Regions from separate parts of the Sus scrofa genome. Here regions 2, 3 and 4 are each linked to region 1. Evidence: chromatin contacts called from public HiChIP or PLAC-seq and promoter capture Hi-C data. All regions are on one chromosome and are shown on one strand. Each heading gives the region's core, a stretch centred on a gene start, on an enhancer-like site or on the middle of the called end of the contact. The rest is flanking DNA. Distances are from core to core; before and after follow the strand shown.

Region 1 (2,673 bases), core at 48-2,547:
TTTCAGGAAATTAAGTCCCTTTATAAGTGATACAAACAAAGTTAAGGGCAGTGAATACTTACGCAGTTGCGTGAGACTTGCGGTAAAACTTCTGATAATTTTCTGCACTTACCTGGAACGTCTTCTGTGGGGGGAACGAGAGCGGCTCCTTCTCCGATCTCGCTCGCGGGACCGGGACCTTTCTCGGCGCCTGCGTTCTCTCTCCCGGGATGTGGACCGGGATCTCCTACGCTCTAACACAAACACACAAAATTGCAGAGTCAAAAATTACTTCAAACACCTATAGCTGCGTCATCCAACGGAACTATCATGTGAGCCACTTTTAGTTGTCACATTAAAAAAGTAAAAAAGACACTGACAAAATTAATTTTAACAGTATATATTTAACACAATATAGTCAAACTATTATCATTTACATGTACTGTTACAAAGAAATATTAGATATTTTATATTTTTTCCCTGCACTAAATCAAGGAAATCTGGTGTGTATTCTACACTTAAAAACAGGAGTTCTCAATTCAGATTGAGATCATGTTAACTTTTAAGATCAAATCTGATTAGTTGAACAAGGGGACAGAGCCAAGGGCCTAAGTGAGATCTCCCGATCGAAGTCTCGGCTTCTCTACCCCTTTGTGGGGACGGGGGCCAGAAGACATTACGAAGTGAGCTCCCTGCACAAAAACTCCCAAACAACGATTTCCCTATAAACTGGAAAGGAAACACTGAGCATCGAAGAACCTGGCGGTTACCATACGCTGAGTGTTACGGAGTGTGTCATCAATTTTCACGGCAGTTTTTAAAAATAGTGTTACCCACCCACCCCACCCCCATGTCTAATTATTACTGGAATTCGGACACAGGAAGATTGGACGGTTTGCATTCGGCCACTTACAAATCAAGGGAAACATGGTCTGATTCTAAATGCCCCAGCCACACGACAATAAAGGTTACTGTACGAGGCTGACAAAGTCTCGGCCAAACCCTAACTTTGGAATAAAACTGCCTTCAAACCGGAGGGTTGAAGCGTGTAGGGCCCGGGTCTTCGTTCCCCCATCTACCTCCGCTCTTCTCCTCAGGAAGAAAGGGTCGCCTCCTCTGCTGCCCCTAAACTGGGGGGAAAGGGGGAACAGGTCTCCAGCGGAGCCCCAGATCCTAAAAAGTGCTTCTGGACTTACCCCTCCGCGGAGAGCGGCTGCGGCTGCGACCCATTCGGAGTCCTCTTCCACCTCACACCGCCCCGGAAACGACTTTGCAACTTCCGGGGGGCCCGGAACTGACCTTTCACCGCCGACTGGAAAACGACAAACGACTCGCCAGGGTTCCGGTTTCTAAAGCCTGGAGGCGGTAGTGAGCTTGTTGTGACTCTAGCGGCTACGCCGCGACGCTCCCTCTCACAGTGTAGGGATTCAGTTGAGAACAGAGTTGGCATCTCTCTCCCTCCAACCCCCCTTTTCGCGGTGGCTTCCCCATCTTCTCTGTGGGCCTTAAACTATGCTACCTGATGCTGTTACAGAAATGTCTGGGAAGGGCTGTATATAAACCACACTAACACAGACCTCATTTTCCCTCATTTTCCTTTGCAACTGTCTTGTCCACATGCATATTTCATATCAGACCAATTCTAAATATTGCACGTACAAACAGTTTAAGTCCACACGGGGAAACACTAGGGTGGATCAGGTGGCAGAGAAGCAAAGGGAAAGAAAACATGGGTGAGAGCTTTTATTGAGTTTTGTGGGAAGGAATAGCAGAGGCAGGCATGTTAGCTAAACAGGTTTACGATTACTAATTTGAATAATTTCAGCGGGCCTTGGGATGTAGGGGCTGTCCGATGCCTATACTCCCGAGTTTGGCAGGGAAGGTGGGTTGCTGAGTACAGGCTTTCCACTGGCTAGTCTGCATATGAAAGGCACGGTCAGAAGGAAATCTTTTGCTGTCTCTGGGAATTAGCTGGCCCCAGGAAGGGCAGTCTCAGCAATGCCCTAGATGACAAAACACCAGAAAAAAATTAAAAAGGTATGATTAATAAAATTATTCATACAAATATTACACACCTATGTACCAGAGTATTAATCAGTGCAAAAGACACAAGTCAGCTCTTGACTAGGGTGCAGTCAAGTGAGGGATACAAACAAGTATAGTGTCAAGATGCATTGATGGGGCTGATCAAGATATTATGTGTACATAATAGGGGTACCTGCTTTGAGGGGGAGGGTTGTCAAGAAAAGTTTCCAGGGGGAAATGATGTTCAAACAAGACCTTAAGGTTGAAATACCAATTAGTCAGGTAAAATGGGGTGACTTCTGTGGTGGGGACAGGTGTAAGATTATCCAGGCAGAGATTGCAGGTGCCAGGGCAAGAGGCAAGGGAGAGGACAGGCTGAAAGTAAAGAACTAAAGTATGGCAGCTACCTAGGGAGCAAGGAGGGAAAGGTAGAGGCTAGAAGCCTCGTGAGCTACGGTAAAGAATTACCCTGAGGCAAAAGCAATTGAGAGCCTTTTAAGGGTTTTGAGGATGAGAGGGAATCACAACTGAGTTTATTCAGAGGATACTTTGTGTAATGTGGAGTTTTCACTAGAGGGGAAAACACATAGGGAAGAAGGTACAATAATCTATATTGGAAATTACAGTGGCCTGTACTAAAATGGTACCAATTGGTAAGGTGGAAAATGG
Region 2 (2,673 bases), core at 96-2,595, 340 kb before region 1:
TAGGCTGCTGAAGTGCCACCAATTCCAGCTCCAATGACCGCTAGAGGGGGAAAAAAGAAACAGTTTTTTCCCTCTTATCAGCTTTGTAGGTTTCGTTTTTTGAAAGACTGTTAACAGACGTTACTTTAGGCTATTAACAACTTAGGGAAGCCTGGGGACAGGGAGGCAAGTGACAGCTGCTGTGAAGATAGAACTCTGAATCTGGACAGTCACTGCCTCCAGGCAAAAGTGATAATAGATAAACTTACAAACTGACACTAATTTTTTTCCCCCAATGCCCCAAGATTCTCACAGTTCTTTGCGGAGGCACCAAGTGGCCCGCACACCATTCTTTGTGACCAATACATGGGAACAGAGGAGGTGGGGCCCTTCCAGCACGCATTTTAAATAAAGTGGCCGCCATTTTTGCCTACATTTGCTCTGTCTCGTTAATGTGAACAGGTTAATGATCCCAAAGAACACAGCTTTAAGGGGAATTTAAAAAGCAAAGCAAAAGAAAACAGAGCAAAACACCAAAAAGACTGAAACTAAGAGTGAATGCTTCGGCTGTGTAGTCGTTCTAGGCAGAAAACTGTGCAAGCCAGTGGCCTCTGCGAGCAGGCAAACTTCAGCGGAGCAGCCGGGCCGGGCTGGGGAATGGGTAGAGCTGCGGGGCGGGGCGGCGAGGGCGCCGAAGCCCATCAAGGGAAGGAGACGCGGTCAGCGCGGTCAGGTTGTTTGCACTGCTCGGTGTGCTGTGCCCTCGTGGGCCTCTCAACTGCAGAGCGGAAGCGGCCTGTCGCTCCCGGACCAACCAGGGGACTGTCCTCCCGCAACTGCAGCAAGAGAAGTCGGCAGGAGGGGCCTCAGCCTCCTCGGAGCCCCAGGCCTCCGAGACAGGGGCCGCAGGGACGCTTGGCTCCCGCTCCCCGGCCCAGGTCTACCCCTCTACAGCCAACTCCTCAAATGGAGATGTCTTCACCCTCGGGAAAGCGCGGTCCCTGGGGCGCGAGCCGGAATGGGCTCCGCTTGCGCGGAGGGCTCATTCGGCGCTGCTCGGCGGGTGTCACAGGTGCCGGGCCTAGTGTATCAGCCTGCCGCCGCCAGGCACCGGGCTTATTCCCGCCACCTCCGCCCTGCGCTGCCTCCTTCTCGCCTACCGATCTTCTCTGGCGGGGACCGCGGCGCGGCGCTCCCGGGGCACCCCCAGCTGCACAGAAGTAGCAGCCCCAGCCACAGCCCGAAAGTCAAGAAGCAGGGGAGCCCGCCAGCGAGGGGCTTCATGGTTCTCCCAGTGCTGCAGTCGTACTAGAGCGCCCGGCGGTCCGCCCGCATTTGAGCCTGCGCTCTCCGCTCGCCCCGCCCCCTAGCTGGCCTCGCCCCTCCAAGCCCCGCCCAGGCCCGTCCCCAGCTCAGGCACCTGATACTCCAAGGCCACCCTTCCTCCAGAAGCTACAACGCAATCCTCTCGGTCCCCCAAGTCCTCCTTGCACCTCTGAAGCCCAGGCTGCTTCAGGGAGTTGCCAAAGGCCCCAGAGGAGGCTCACCCCAGCTTTTAATTTCATCAATACTGCCCTCTTCTGTTGATTCAATCGCTCAGGCTCAAAGAATGCACACAGCAAACCACTGTTAGAAACGGACAAGGGTGCCCCAAATACTTACTGAGTGATCACCGTGTTCACTATGTTCGAGATTTGTTGGGTACAAGATGACTGGGTAAAGGGTGCTAGGTGAAAGGGAAAATGACAGAGACCAGGGATGGGGTGGTCCAAACTGAAGGAAGTGGAAAAATAGTAACAGATATAAACGAAAGTCGTGTGTGTACTCGTATCATACGGAACATTAGGCAAACATTTAAAAGAATGCAGGCTTTGTATCTATTGTCCCAGTATTGTTCGGTCATAAAAGCTGTTGAGAAAGTGATGGGTGTCATATGATACTATTTCTGTAATTAAAATATCCCACCCAGGGAGTTCGCATTGTGGCTCAGCAGGTTAGGAACCTGACTAGTATCCATGAAGACTCAGATTTGATTCCTGGCCCCACTCAATGAGTTAAGGATCCAGCGTTGCTCTGAACTGTGCTGTACGTCACAGATGTGGCTCAGATCTGGCCAGGCTGTGGCTGTGGCTGTTGCTGGCAGCTGCAGCTTAGATTTGCCCCTTGCCTGGGAACTTCCATATGCTCTAAATGTGGCCCTTAAAATACATATCTATATCTATATCTACATATATCACACCCAATCAAAAAGGGGGGGGAGAAAAACTAGTACGTGAATGTGAAGAACAGTATATGGATGGAAGGAAAATAAGTTAAATAAAAAGAAAGTTTAAACTACTGCAAAATAAAGGATTTACTTAGTGGACAATTATTTATTGAGCTCCTTCCACGTGGCAGGCAATGTTATTATAGGTACTTGAGAAAAACCAGTGAACAAAACAATTTTTAAAATATTTATCCTAATGACGTATACATTCTAGTGAAGGGAAACAAATGACAATTAGAATAAGTAAGCAAATGACATAATATAGAGTGGAGGAAAAAAAAGTGGAGAATGGCTTGCAATTTTAAATAGGATAGTCAGATCAGGCCTCACTGAGCAGGATGGCACTTGAACAAAAGTTTGCAATAATTGAGAGAGTGGACCAGGTGAATATTTGGAGAAAGAGCTTTCTAAAAAAGGAAAATGCCTGG
Region 3 (2,673 bases), core at 82-2,581, 330 kb before region 1:
AGGTTGACTATTAATTTTTCAGAGACAATATGAAATGTCCTGAATAGACAAATTTATAGAAACACAAAAATAGTGGGTTGGGGAGAGGGGCGGGATGGGGAATAGGAAGTAACTGCTAATTGTACAGCTTTCCTATTCAGGATGGTGAAAGTGTGCTAAAATTGATTATGAGATGGCTACACATCTCTGTGAATACACTAAAAAAACCACACTGAACTGCATATTTTAAATGGAAGAAATGTACATTATGCAAATTATATCTCAAAAAGTTTCTTAAAAAAATACAATCTACTATTAACATTTGTCTTATTCATCCTCAAAAGACTAATATTTGATATCTTTGAATGAAATCCTAAGAATGTGCAACAGATTCTAAAGACAAGTCCAAAAATGGTAATCCAAAATTATCACAGTCTAAAGGAACTACTTCAAAGAAGAGATCACATTTTTGAACACGGACATTCCCCAATGTTTAAATTTTTTCACATAAATTATAAAATGCAATACAAAATGCATAATGAGTATATTGAAGTACATTTCAGAACCCTAATTTTTCTGCCTCCCCCCCACCCACCCCAAAAGGACTGAAACTTGTATATGCCCCAATTCATATGGTTTTAGAATTCTTGGGACCGATTTGCATTAAATAAATATTTCTTTAATATTTTCCAATGTACACTGAGTACATAAAGAAAAACTCCGCAAAAATCTGGAAATACATGCCCGGCTTTCAAAAAGCTGCTTAACACCAACAAGACAAATTCTTCTTAATGAAACTCTTACTTTTTAAGTTTAAAAACAAATTTTAAATGAGATTTTTCCGTACTGAAAAAGTAGGAACATCCATTTAACTGTATTGGAATGAGAGAAATCATCACTTACATTAAGGGAAAGTAGCAATAGGCTTTTGTTTTTAAAGGAGTGAACGAACCTTCCTCATAGCTGTTCGGGAACGAAAGTTTGCTTGCTATTAGTTCTAAAGCATTTCTGCAAGAAGCATTACCGTCAGCGCCGCTGGTGTAGTGGTATCATGCAAGATTCCCATTCTTGCGACCCGGGTTCGATTCCCGGGCGGCGCATGGCCTTTTGCTTTGCCTTAGATTATTTTTATAGCTTTTTCTTCTTGTAGAAACACTTCGAACTTTTCATTTCCACGAATATTTATATTTCATTATAATTCACCGTTGAAACATTCGAATCGGGAGGTGGAATTCAATAAAGTTTACTGTAGTCCTGAAATAGTTAACCTTCACGCCTGCGCAGTCTGAGACAAATCCCTGGCGTGGTTGGAAGAGCGGCTGCGCAACAAGTGAATGTATGGACTGAGGTGTAGCCTGGCGGCCGGGAGGTTGAAAGTGCAAGATTCTTCTGCGCCTGCGCGGCCCGGGTCACTTCGCTGGCGGCTCCAAGGCTCCCGGCTCGCCGCCATCTTGTATCGGGGCTTCATTGTTCGCTCTGGGCCGGGTGGTTTAGTGTCATTGCTGTCGAAGAAGGAGGCGGAGTAACCTCCGGTCAGCCAAGAAACCCCCGCTATTCCGCAGCCATAGCCGCTCAAAAGATTTGTGAGGTAGTAAAGCGTAGGGAGCTGGACTCAGAGGCGCCGCCGCGACAGCAGCAGCCATGGAGGACGAGATGCCTAAGACTCTGTGAGTCTGGGGCAGCGATGAGGGGGGCGGGATGGTGGTGGTCCCGGAGCGAGGCTTCGGCTCAGCGCCGTTGCTCAGCCTATTGTTCCCCGTGGACGCCGCGATTTCGTGGCTCCTATTTTAGGCGCTCACCTGGCTGCCTAGGGACCGAGACCCCGGCTGTGAGAGGACGAGCTGGAGGGAGAGGGGGCTCAACCCTCTAAATTAGTCCCTACACGTTTACTACCCCACAGCGTGGCTTTTGGCTTCGCCCGGGGCCTTCTGTGGTTTTAGGCCAGGAGAAGACTTTTTAATTCAAACCTCTTTAGAACTTGGCGAGCCTTTTTGTCCCACGCTTTTCTTCTCCCCCCCCCCCACCCCGGCTTCTCGATTAACCTCTTTTCGAGCTTTATTTCCTTTCATTTTAGTTTTTTTCCCAGAAACTCTTCCTTTCATTTCCTTCTCGTTGATAGGCATTCTTCTCTTGAAAATGTTTGGACTCATTTTCCGGGAGGTAAACTTTATTCCCGCAGTTGCCAACTGGAAAAAAAGCCAGATGTTTTTCTTTGAACTTTTCTTTGGCTTTCCTTCTGTGGCACCCCCTCTCCAGATGAAAAAGTCTAAAATCGGACCCCTTGAGGATTTTGAAAGTGCTGTGTTTGTTTGTTTGTTTGGGGGTTTTTTTGTTTGTTTTTTCAAATGGAAATCTCACCCGGAGGGATAGATCTACTAAGGGGAAGTGGATCTAATACGTTTATATCTTCGCCTTCTACTTTTGTGATTGACATGACTCTGAAGGACTGGGGAGTTTTTAATGAAGCAGCAATTAATAAGTACCTTAACGTATTTAGTCACCTCTGGGAATTTTTAGAGGTAGTGTTAAATGATCTTCGTTTGGGATCTTTTCTTTGTCATGTAGCCTTCCCCAGCATTCTTTGTTTTTCCAAGTATAGTCGGATGAGGTGATCCTGCCTTTGTTGCTTTTCTCCAAAAGAAAGAAAAAAGCCCAATGAGTTTTTGATGTAGTTTTTTGTTTTTATTCTTAGGA
Region 4 (2,673 bases), core at 77-2,576, 280 kb before region 1:
ATATGCTGCAGTTGCAGCCCTAAAAAAAAAGAAAAAAAAAAAACCTTATAAATTGAAATAAGCAAAATTGGAAAAATTTCCTGGAAAAAATGTGCCCACCTCCCCCTACCTCCAGTTTAAGAAACAACATAACAAACCTTAATCTTGGAAAAGTCCATTTGTCTTATTAATAGTTGAGAAGACTAAGGTTCTGCTAACTAAAGAATGTCACTCACCATCTGGTTCCACAAGGTTAAAGTCATTATCCACTGCAGTCACAGACTTTCAGTTTGCAGATTAGGATTGAGGTACTCTCTGCTCTGGGAAAACTGGCAAAACAGGACTTCAGATAAATATTTTCAGAAGAAGATTTTATGAATCCATTTTTTTGTATCTTCCCATACTTAGAAGAGCACTAAAATTACTAGCTAAGATAGCTGTGTCCTGTGACCAGAAGCAACCTTCTAACAAGATGTGTGCTTGATTGCACATACTCCTTCTCTTAGATATATGACCTCCCTCCATATCTTTTTGGAGCTCTTCCTCAGAACTATCTGAGAGGCTGTCTCTGGGCTTATAGTCTTATAACCCAGAATACAACTGAACCACAGTTCTCACCTTTTTATTTATTCATACTATTTCATGTGACAGTTCTCAGCCACCCAGTCCACAGTGCCATCACTAATAAGGAGCAGTATGAAAGCCAAAGGTGTAGGAAATCTCATTCCAGAGTTTTCCCACACACAGGCCTCACCCTTGACACATTTTAACTCATGAACTATTGTCAACAAAGAGTATTCAGATTTATTCTGTGTGATTCCAATAATCAAAACTAGGTCACACCAGAAGCCAATAACAACTCATTATAAGGGAAACATTCAAGTAATATGTCAGAGTGTAATTAAGGGAGAAAAAGATGACCTGATGCAAACACACAAGTGATAGAAACAACGAATTCTTTGGTGAACAAGACTCCCTTGACAGAACACTAAATCGCTCGCATCTGACATCTGCTAATAATGCAGAAAATCTAAGGAGATTTTTTTCATCAATGGTCAATGGAATTCTACTCAGACTTAGGACTCGCTCAGGCCTAAAACAGTGACGACTAATCCTAGAGCTCTGGGCTTCCAGCACCAGCAGGGTCGGCCAGAAGCACTCTAGGCACAGCAAAGAACCTAAACTGTACAGTCGTCAGGTCAGCGTAGATTCCACCATCGGATTCCGCAGCAATAGTCAGCTGGCTCCAAAAGGAGGAAACTACAACTCCCGTCAGACAACGCGAGCCCAGGTAGGCGTGCTCTAGCCGCGCGTGGGCGGCTCTGACCAATAGCGACTGTCGTTACAGCGAACAGTTTGGCCGCGTTTGTAAAAGGACGCGGCAGGAGAAGAGAGAGGAGGTGAGGGCGGTCATCAGCGTGGGGGCCTAGGGCCGCGGGGTGGGTTGCGCAGGGCAGGTAAGGGGGGCTGTGCTAAAAGAAGGGGGGTGCGGCTATGGGACAAGGACGTAGAGCCGGGAGTCCCGGCGCATAGCGTGTCCCGAGGGCAGGGTACCGGCCAGGTGATGCTTCTGCTCGGGCCTACTTAGGACCGGAAGTAAGCGGTCGCGCGGGGAGGCTGCCGGGAAGCTGGTCCCGGGTAGTGCGTCAAGGGGCAGGCGGTCCCGGAAGCCAGGTGGGAGGTGATCGTCCTGCAGGCCGCGTGACTGGGCTGTGGTCGGCTTAGCCCCGGTGGCCTTTCTCCATTATCCTGAGGCATCGCAGGGCAAATGGAAGCACCCCGGACCTGGAATTGAGAGTCCTGGCTTATGGTCCTGCCCTTTCCTCTCACTTGTGGTTTGACAAGGAATCCAGATTGCAAACTCACGTTAAGTTATCTGGAGACTGGCTGAGGGATGTTAATCAAATCACTACTTTCTCTGAGCCAACTTCTTCATCTCCAAGATGGGTAAAATAGTACCTACTTCACAGGATCGTGGTGAGCAATACATAGCAATACATGAGTAAATGCATGGGAAGGGCTTACTTGTACTCAGTAAACATTAGCAAGTTTATGTCTTATTCAAGGTGACCCTTTATTCTCTTCACTTACTGTGCTTCACAAGCATTAAACAGCATTCACCAAACTGTATAGCCCTGCAAAGAGTAACGGGCTGAAAACCCAGTAGTTCAAGGAATGTTCGTGGGGTAGCTCTTCCAGCCCCAGTCCCTTTAACGCCATCTGATTGAGGAGGCTGTTTAGTAAACTTGCTGGGGAAGAGGAGACCCTTTCTTAGGCAGGATTCAAATATAGGTTGTTTACAAGTTGTGTTACTTGTTTATATATGCTTTCAGCATAGAATCTAACAAGTAATACTAGTAACGGTTTAAAATTCAGATAGTACAAAACAGCGAATTGTACATCTCCCTCCCACTTTGTATTTTTCAAGTCCCCAGTCACTTCTTCTGAGACAACAGATTCTGAATCAGATTGAGAATGATTTTAGAACCCTATAAGTATATGAGGATGGGGGTTTGATCCCTGGCCTTGCTCATTGGGTTAAGGATCTGGCATTGCCGTAAGCTGTGGCACAGGTTGAAGACGTGGCTGTGGAGTAAGCTGGCAGCTGCAGCTCTAGTTTTCGACCCCTGGCCTGGAAACTTCCATATGTCATAGCTGTAGACTTAGAAATCAAAACAGTGGCGTTCCCATCGT

The links. Promoter capture Hi-C pulls out the DNA fragments that hold promoters and counts their contacts. HiChIP or PLAC-seq counts read pairs in DNA pulled down with a chosen protein or histone mark.
Region 2: a contact with region 1 is called in an H3K27ac HiChIP or PLAC-seq map of alveolar macrophages. The contact joins the promoter of PCYOX1 here to the promoter of SNRNP27 in region 1. A contact is called at or near these places in 1 of 5 promoter capture datasets (fetal skeletal muscle), 4 of 47 Hi-C or Micro-C datasets (adipose tissue, blood, embryonic fibroblasts and 1 more) and 2 of 2 datasets of contacts at active chromatin or transcription factors (alveolar macrophages and skeletal muscle).
Region 3: an H3K27ac HiChIP or PLAC-seq map of alveolar macrophages shows a contact between it and region 1. The contact joins the promoter of TIA1 here to the promoter of SNRNP27 in region 1. A contact is called at or near these places in 2 of 5 promoter capture datasets (fetal liver and fetal skeletal muscle), 4 of 47 Hi-C or Micro-C datasets (adipose tissue, blood, embryonic fibroblasts and 1 more) and 2 of 2 datasets of contacts at active chromatin or transcription factors (alveolar macrophages and skeletal muscle).
Region 4: a promoter capture Hi-C map of liver shows a contact between it and region 1, with 8 times the contacts expected there. The contact joins the promoter of C3H2orf42 here to the promoter of SNRNP27 in region 1. A contact is called at or near these places in 3 of 5 promoter capture datasets (fetal skeletal muscle and liver), 2 of 47 Hi-C or Micro-C datasets (epiblast stem cells and heart right ventricle) and 1 of 2 datasets of contacts at active chromatin or transcription factors (alveolar macrophages).

The regions. Positions count from the first base shown.
Region 1 is chr3:72,564,726-72,567,398 of Sscrofa11.1, forward strand. It overlaps SNRNP27 (U4/U6.U5 small nuclear ribonucleoprotein 27 kDa protein), which reads right to left and starts at 1,298. Exons shown (of 6, transcript XM_003481192.4): 1 at 1,176-1,298; 2 at 113-233. The coding sequence starts at 1,209.
Region 2 is chr3:72,222,260-72,224,932 of Sscrofa11.1, forward strand. It overlaps PCYOX1 (prenylcysteine oxidase 1), which reads right to left and starts at 1,346. Exons shown (of 6, transcript XM_003354779.4): 1 at 1,140-1,346; 2 at 1-40. The coding sequence starts at 1,263.
Region 3 is chr3:72,239,204-72,241,876 of Sscrofa11.1, forward strand. TIA1 (nucleolysin TIA-1) reads left to right here and starts at 1,332. Exons shown (of 13, transcript XR_002342584.1): 1 at 1,332-1,646. It overlaps TRNAG-CCC (a tRNA gene), which reads left to right and starts at 1,009; the gene lies at 1,009-1,079.
Region 4 is chr3:72,288,258-72,290,930 of Sscrofa11.1, forward strand. C3H2orf42 (chromosome 3 open reading frame, human C2orf42) reads left to right here and starts at 1,327. Exons shown (of 10, transcript NM_001243818.1): 1 at 1,327-1,379.